2 separate regions of the Arabidopsis thaliana genome follow, and region 2 is linked to region 1. A link is a contact called in public capture Hi-C data. All regions are on one chromosome and are shown on one strand. Each heading gives the region's core, a stretch centred on a gene start, on an enhancer-like site or on the middle of the called end of the contact. The rest is flanking DNA. Distances are from core to core; before and after follow the strand shown. Region 1 holds the start of AT3G47580 (Leucine-rich repeat protein kinase family protein). Region 2 holds the start of AT3G47630 (translocator assembly/maintenance protein).

Evidence for each region. Capture Hi-C pulls out chosen DNA fragments and counts their contacts.
Region 2: a capture Hi-C map of seedling shows a contact between it and region 1, with 3 times the contacts expected there. The contact joins the promoter of AT3G47630 here to the promoter of AT3G47580 in region 1. A contact is called at or near these places in 19 of 26 Hi-C or Micro-C datasets (callus, cotyledon, flower and 5 more), 2 of 2 datasets of contacts at active chromatin or transcription factors (seedling and shoot) and 1 of 3 other capture datasets (seedling).

The regions. Positions count from the first base shown.
Region 1 is chr3:17,530,938-17,534,675 of TAIR10.1, reverse strand. AT3G47580 (Leucine-rich repeat protein kinase family protein) reads right to left here and starts at 2,064. Exons shown (of 2, transcript NM_114626.3): 1 at 1-2,064. The coding sequence starts at 1,989. AT3G07785 (a long non-coding RNA gene) reads left to right here. Exons shown (of 1, transcript NR_141353.1): 1 at 1-1,930. AT3G47570 (Leucine-rich repeat protein kinase family protein) reads right to left here. Exons shown (of 2, transcript NM_114625.3): 2 at 3,635-3,738.
Region 2 is chr3:17,563,892-17,567,223 of TAIR10.1, reverse strand. It overlaps AT3G47630 (translocator assembly/maintenance protein), which reads left to right and starts at 1,539. Exons shown (of 11, transcript NM_001339323.1): 1 at 1,539-1,802; 2 at 2,020-2,169; 3 at 2,265-2,321; 4 at 2,419-2,481; 5 at 2,576-2,644; 6 at 2,810-2,902; 7 at 2,978-3,082; 8 at 3,165-3,242. The coding sequence starts at 2,062. It overlaps PYE (basic helix-loop-helix (bHLH) DNA-binding superfamily protein), which reads right to left and starts at 98. Exons shown (of 6, transcript NM_001203101.1): 1 at 22-98.

The DNA of each region.
Region 1 (3,738 bases), core at 815-3,314:
AACCATCGAAGCTATGACCAACAGCAATAGCAAAGCTATGCCTATGCTTACTAAAATTGCAACTTTCTTTAAATGAGAGGAATGCTTTGTCTCCACTGGTGGTTCTTGGGCGAGGCATGGCTTTAGTTTCAGATCCTTGATGCCTCCACATAGGTTTTTGTTTCCAAATACAAAAACTATTGTAGAGTTCTGAAAATTTCCTTTGGAAGGCACCTTTCCCGTAAAATTGTTAATAGATAGATTGAGATATTCCAACTTGGAGAAGTTTGCAAAATATTCAGGTATACTTCCCGATAGATCATTGTTTGACAAATCAACTCTTCTTACACCCATCAACCCTCTTATATTTGGAATTGCTCCATCAAAAGAATTTCCTTGTAGAAAAAGTTGTTCCATCGCGAGACAATTTCCCAAGGTTTGTGGGAGATGTCCTGAAAACTTATTGTTCTCAAGTGATAGTTTTACAAGATTTTGTAGACTTCCAATATCATTTGGTAGAGAGCCGCTCAAAGAGTTACCTTCCATGCTTAGGTTAACAAGGGTTGGGATTTGCATAATTTCCTTCGGTATAGTCCCATTCAACTTGTTATACCCAATGCGTAAATCAAGCATGTGACTACACTTCCCGAGACTCGGAGGAACAATTCCCTCAAAACTATTGTTGGACAAATATAGTATTTCTAATTGAGTTAGGTTGCCTATAAAAGATGGAATCTCTCCTGACATCCTATTTGAATATAGACTTAATAACCCCAATCTTAGAAGCTTTCCCAAAGAAGTTGGGAGTGGTCCGGTCAACATATTTTTTCCCAACTGAAGTCTTTGTAGGCCTATGAGATTCCCAATATCTTGAGGAATGCTTCCAAAAAAGTGGTTTCCTATAAGGTTTAAACTGATGAGTTCTGTGGACATATTGGCAATGGATGTAGGCAAGGCACCCCCAAGCCTAGTGTAACCAACACTTAAGAGTTGCAAATGGGTGCAATTAGTCAAAGAATCAATAAATTCAAGATCTCCAAAAGTGTAACTTCCTAGAGGATTCTCACTAAGATCTAGGTATTGCAAACTCGGTACTTTTCCAAAGTTCGGATATATACCTCCTGTCATCATGTTTTTGTTGATTCCAAACTTTTGTAGAGTTGAAATATTGGAAAGTGTTGTTGGAATGGCTCCCACTAGATCATTTTCTCCCAGATTTAACTCACGAATGTTTGGTAGCAGATTACCAAAATCAGGCTTTAGGCTACCCGAGAAGCCACTACCAAAGAGGAATAAGTCCTCAAGTGCGGACAAATTGTAGATGGCGGGAGGAAAAACGCCAAAGAATTTGTTCATTGATAACCCAAGACCCACCATTTGACTCAGTCTAGCTAATTCATCTGGAACTTCTCCTTCTATATTGTTATCTGTGAAGCCAAGCGATTTTAAAGAGGTCAAGTTTCCTAGAGATCTAGGGAGCTTGCCTTTCAGGTTGTTTCGACCAAGATCTAAAATAACGAGTTTCGTCAATGACCCTAGTTCAGAAGGAACACCTTGTCTAAGAGGATTTGAATATAAATCAAGGTTCAACAATCTAGAGCAGTTAGATAGAGTGGCTGGAATCCCTCCCTCTAGAGAATTGAAGGCCATATACAAGTGTTCAAGTCTAAACAAGTTTCCCACCTCTCGAGGGATGATACCCCCAAAAGCGTTATCAGACAGATCAAGTGATATGAGAAACGATACATTACCGATAGATGGTGATACTATCCCGCCCAACTGTAATCCCCCGAGGTTCAAATGAGTAACTCTCTTGTGTTTACGACCACATGTAACCCACTTCCAGTTGCATAGAGGGAATGAGTTATTCCATGAGGATAAGACATCTCTTTTGCCTTCAGAAACTTGAGACTTGAACTCCAACAATGCTTGCCTATCAGTTTCATCGGTAAACCCATCTGCTCCCAGTAACAAATGAGCACTGAAAGAAAGTAAAAGAAATAGTTTCATCCTTCTCAAAGTTTATTTTTATATTTTGAATGTTTTTGTGCTTATCAACTTTGCAGGAAACTGATTTAAAAGGGGACGAAGCAATTGCAAATCCTTTCATTACGTATTGTGGTGATAATAAATTGGCTCACAACCACACAGAATACGACACGTATTATTGCCGTCTAAGTCAACAAATCAACTTTGTTAAAAGATGACACTAGTCATTACTGTTTACAACTTATGTCACTTGTATATTTATTTTCACGCACCTTGGGTTTAAGAAATCCACCAACTGACGACAGGTTTCATTTGTTATTATTGCAAAGCCAAAATAGTTTAGTCGCAAATGTTAATAGGGGTTAACCCATCCCATTTAAAATCTATCCTATTTACTCTAAATCATTTAACTCTTTTTAATTTTATATTTCATTTATCTTTTCTATTTAAATTATCATTAATCTATTTAAACCCATTTAGATCTATATCTATATAATATAATCAATAATTATTTTACAGATTTTTATGGGTGAATATTCTTTTGGCAAAGAAAAATTTAGCTAGAAAATACGGGTTTAAGGTTTTTGCGAGAAAATATTGGTTTACAGTTTTTGGTGAGAAAACATCGGTTTACGGTTTTGGCGGGAAAATACGATTTTCAATTTTGTCGGAAAACACTTTTTGTAATTTTGGCAGGAAAACATTTTTTGTGATTTTGGGGAGAAAACGTGGTTTTACGGTATGGCGGAAAAACGTCGGCATACGATTTTGGCGGGAAAACATGATTTTCAGTTTTGGTTGAAAACACTTTTTGTGATTTTTGCAGAAAAACATTTTTGGTGATTTTGGTAGGAAACGTAGTTTTACGGTTTTGGCGGGAAAACGTGGTTTTACGGTTTTGGTAGAAAAACGTCGGTTTACGGTTTTGGCGGGAAAACATGATTTTCAATTTTTGCGGAAAACACTTTTTGTGGTTTTGACGGGAAAACGTGGTATTACGATTTTGACGGGAAAACATTGGTTTACGGTTTTAGTGGAAAATGGAGCTTTGCAGTTTAAAAACAAATATTTAAACCAAAAAGTGAAGTTAAATAGAATAATTTATTAATTTAATTTTAATGTATAAACATATTACCATTTTCAATAAGAATAAATAATATAAAAGAAAAATAAATAGGTTTAATTGGATACCCCATATGTTTAGTTGTAAAACTACATTTAATAAATATGTTTAGTTGGGCTAACCTATTTAACCCCATTTAACTTTTTTTCTTAATGAAATTAAATGGATCAATTTCTCTTACACATACCCATTAATTAAATAGGGTTTGCATACCTAAATTAACATCTAGTTGCAACAAAATAGTAAAATTTCAAAGAGAAAAATTAAAAGTACAGTAAACGAAGATTATTCTTGTAATATCCACCAGTGTTACGAATAGTTGCTCACAATTTTGTTTTGTTATGGGTAACATACCCTATAATCCGGTTAACGATTTTTTGTAAGCTAAAACGTATCGTAATGTCGTGATCACTGTGCCAACAAAAGTCAATTTTATGCTAGAAATGTTGACGTCGATCTCATTTCATGATCTGACCGGCATTAGATGTATTTTCTCCATATCCCACTTGTGGGACTTTTAGTAAACGCAATTACCAAGACGACAAGGCTTACTTACTTATCGTTGAACATCGATCTATTGCTCCATGTTCAGAACTTTACATTACCAAAACAAAGAGAATCCAAATAAAATTGGGAACAATGTGGAT
Region 2 (3,332 bases), core at 290-2,789, 33 kb before region 1:
CAAAAATATACCGTAGAACACCAAAAAAAAAAAACAGGGGCATGTGGGGTCAACGTGAAGGATAATAAAGGCATGGAAACGCGCCGTCGAGAGCTGATGACGTGTCTGTCGTGTGTTTCCCACAAACTCTATTTATTGACGGTATGATGATTAGTATACACATTTTTAATGGCATAGTCAAATTCAGTGGGTGAGGAAAAATTGAAGATAGGAAATTAAAAAGAAATAACGAAATTATATTAATCTGCCTATTCCTCTTCTCCTTCATTTTGAATTCAAAAACCGAAATACTATATATAGTTTTGCGGTTCGAATGATGACTGTATTTTGTGATACGGAAAAAGTATGGGACGGTTCAAATAATAACAAAAATACATAGATATATATGTATATATAGAGATTTTTTATACTGTTACAGTTACGGTACGGTTTTGGGGGCGGTCTATGTCACCATTCATACACTGTGATTAAGAAACATACAAAAGGCGTTTTCTTGTTTTTTTATTAAAACTACAATACAGTTACCAATCAATACTTTTAACAAATTTGCGTTTTTCGAAAAAAAAAAGAAAAAAGTTTGCAATTTTGTCCTAAAAACAATACACTGGAATGCTTTTCAAAAGAAGAAAAATCATTTACCTAGTGTTTTTGCTCAAAACCGCATTCCAACAAAAAAATCGTTCATTACTCCATTACTTAAGCAAATTGTTATGTCCTACGTCCCAACCAAAAGTTTCTCAGCCTTTGCCTCTTCCATACACACATCCCTCGTTTATTACTCCATTACTTAAGCAAATTTTAATTTTTTTTCCATTAGCTTCCCCATTTAAATATATGTACAAAAAAAGAGAGTATATGTGTGCATCAGAATCACTAGTTACCTAGTGCATAAAAGAAAAAAATATACGTAGGACATAACAATTTGCTTAACTAATGGACTTTAATATATATATATATATATATATATATATATATATATATATGCAATAATTATAGTTTTATTCTTTTTATTTAATTAAAATCTAAGAAAATGTAATTACAAGAAATAGAAATATCATAATACTTATAGAAATTTTGACAATTATTATCCACTATAAGCTTATATAAGTTCTATAATCAATTTACTAGTAAAAAATTATGATTTTTTTTTCAATTTTTTATGATGAAACTATTCAACGAATTTAATAATATGTATGTTAAACTTTAAAAATGTATATTTTGATTTATTTATGTATTAATAATTTATAAATATATGTTATTGCTTATTTATTAACACAAAAATAATAATTAATTATTAATATATATATATATATATAATTTATAATCCGCACCGCAAATAATTTTTTCATCAATCAAACATTATTCTGTACCGCTTATTTTGTACAAACCATATTTGTCCCGCAAATATATTTTTCTCGCACGTACCGTAATTGAACTGTACTGCAATGTTATACCACTTTTCTCACATATTAAAAACCGAGGTTACCATTCGGACCATAATATATTTTTTCATCAATTGTTTGCATTATAAAAAGAAAAAAAAAAAGAAGAACAAATCGGAGGGTTCAGATTTCAGAAACAAAATACCGAACCGCTAGGTCGTTGGTTTTGCCGGTTCGTTTGCACCGGGATTTTAGAGCTAGACAGGGACCAAATAATTAAGCGGATCGTGGGTATTACCGGTCCGGGTCCGGAAAAACATCTGTTAGAAACTAATCTCGTTTGGCCCAAACCCAAAAAAGCTAGCTTCACGGCGTTTGTTGTTCTTCCTCGCTCTTCGCCGCCTTCACTCGCAGTCGCAGGTAAGCTTCTTCAATTCCCCTCTTAAATCAACTAACGCTTCCTAATTCCTCCTCTGGCTTCGTTCCTCTCCTTTTTTCCAAGGTTTGTGTCAATCTGAAATCAAAATGATCAAATGATCATGAACTTAATTGTAGAAACTTTAATTAGATTACTCGAAATCAAATTTGACCAATCTATCAGAAGCAACCTTTTTATTACGTTTCTTCATCTGAATAGGTCTGCCCAGTTGAATACATTACAAGGGTTATTTTTGTCTGAATGGAAACTACTCAAAAAGATGAGCTTTCGAGCTTCTTAAGTGTTCTTCCTCCTGTGGATTTCTGTTGTGTTTATGGTTCAACATTGCACCCAAATAACCAAGATAAGGTCTTTTTTTTTTTTATCTTCTCATGAAAACTCTCTGTGATGATCTTTCCTGTTTGCTAATTGACTGTAAAAATGTGACCTTTGCTTTTGTGCAGTCTAAGATGGTGGACTATATCCTTGGAGTCTCTGATCCTATAAAATGGCATTCTGCGGTGAGCATTATTATCTCTTTTGATTATAATTGTTAGACCAGGAGCTATTTAAAAGCTCACGGTTCCTAATTAGTATTTTTCTTTTGTATGACACAAGAATCTGAAAATGAATTCAGATCACTATGCTTCATGGATGGTTCACCTTGGTGGAGCTAGGCTGGTATATATTTACTCTCTATATACCATATTCTTGCATTGCTTATACGGGCTTAATCAAATACTGAACTCACAGTTTCTCTTTAATTTGAGAATAGATTACAAATGTTGCCGATAAAGTAGGAGTTGGAGTTCACTTCAATCCGTTTGTCAACTGGAACGACAGGGTAAGAAATTTCCCAAAACTGTAGAGTTGTTTAAAACCTAATGAACAATCTAAGTTTGTTAATTATATTTTCATATGTTTTCATTCTGCTCAGGATGATAGCATTGTATGTAATCTTAAGCCATCTTTCTTGCATGATTTACCTTCTTTGTGAAGCTATTTGCAGAAGCTCAAGTATGGAGTTGTTCGGATGCATGACCTAGTACAGGACATACTGGACTGGAAGAGGTTCTACTTGAGTGGCCGTTTACAAAAACCTGTATGTCAGTTGCTTGGTGTTCTTAGTAATAACTGTAAATCATGAGATGTTTTAGGAAAGTGCCTTTGGTTGCAGGTTCATATGCTTGTTGATAATCTGGACATAGAGGATGTGAATTCTGTTAATAAGAGAGCTGCAATATCTGCAGCTCTTCTTCTCTTGCCATCGAAATTCACCGAGGTTGGTTTTCTGTTCACTGCTCACTCAGAAACCTTGAAGTTTCACTAGACTGCACACTATAACTCACGGAACTCTGGCGCAGGAAGATCTATACGCCAAAATATGCAGCCTTTCTTACATGGGAGACTTGCGCATGTTTTTTGCAGAGGACACTAATAAGGTGAGAGAGAACCCAGTCATGTTCTTGATTACATCATATTGGTAAAATTGGTTTCATAACATGGAAGTTGCTTTACTTTTTTCGGTGAAA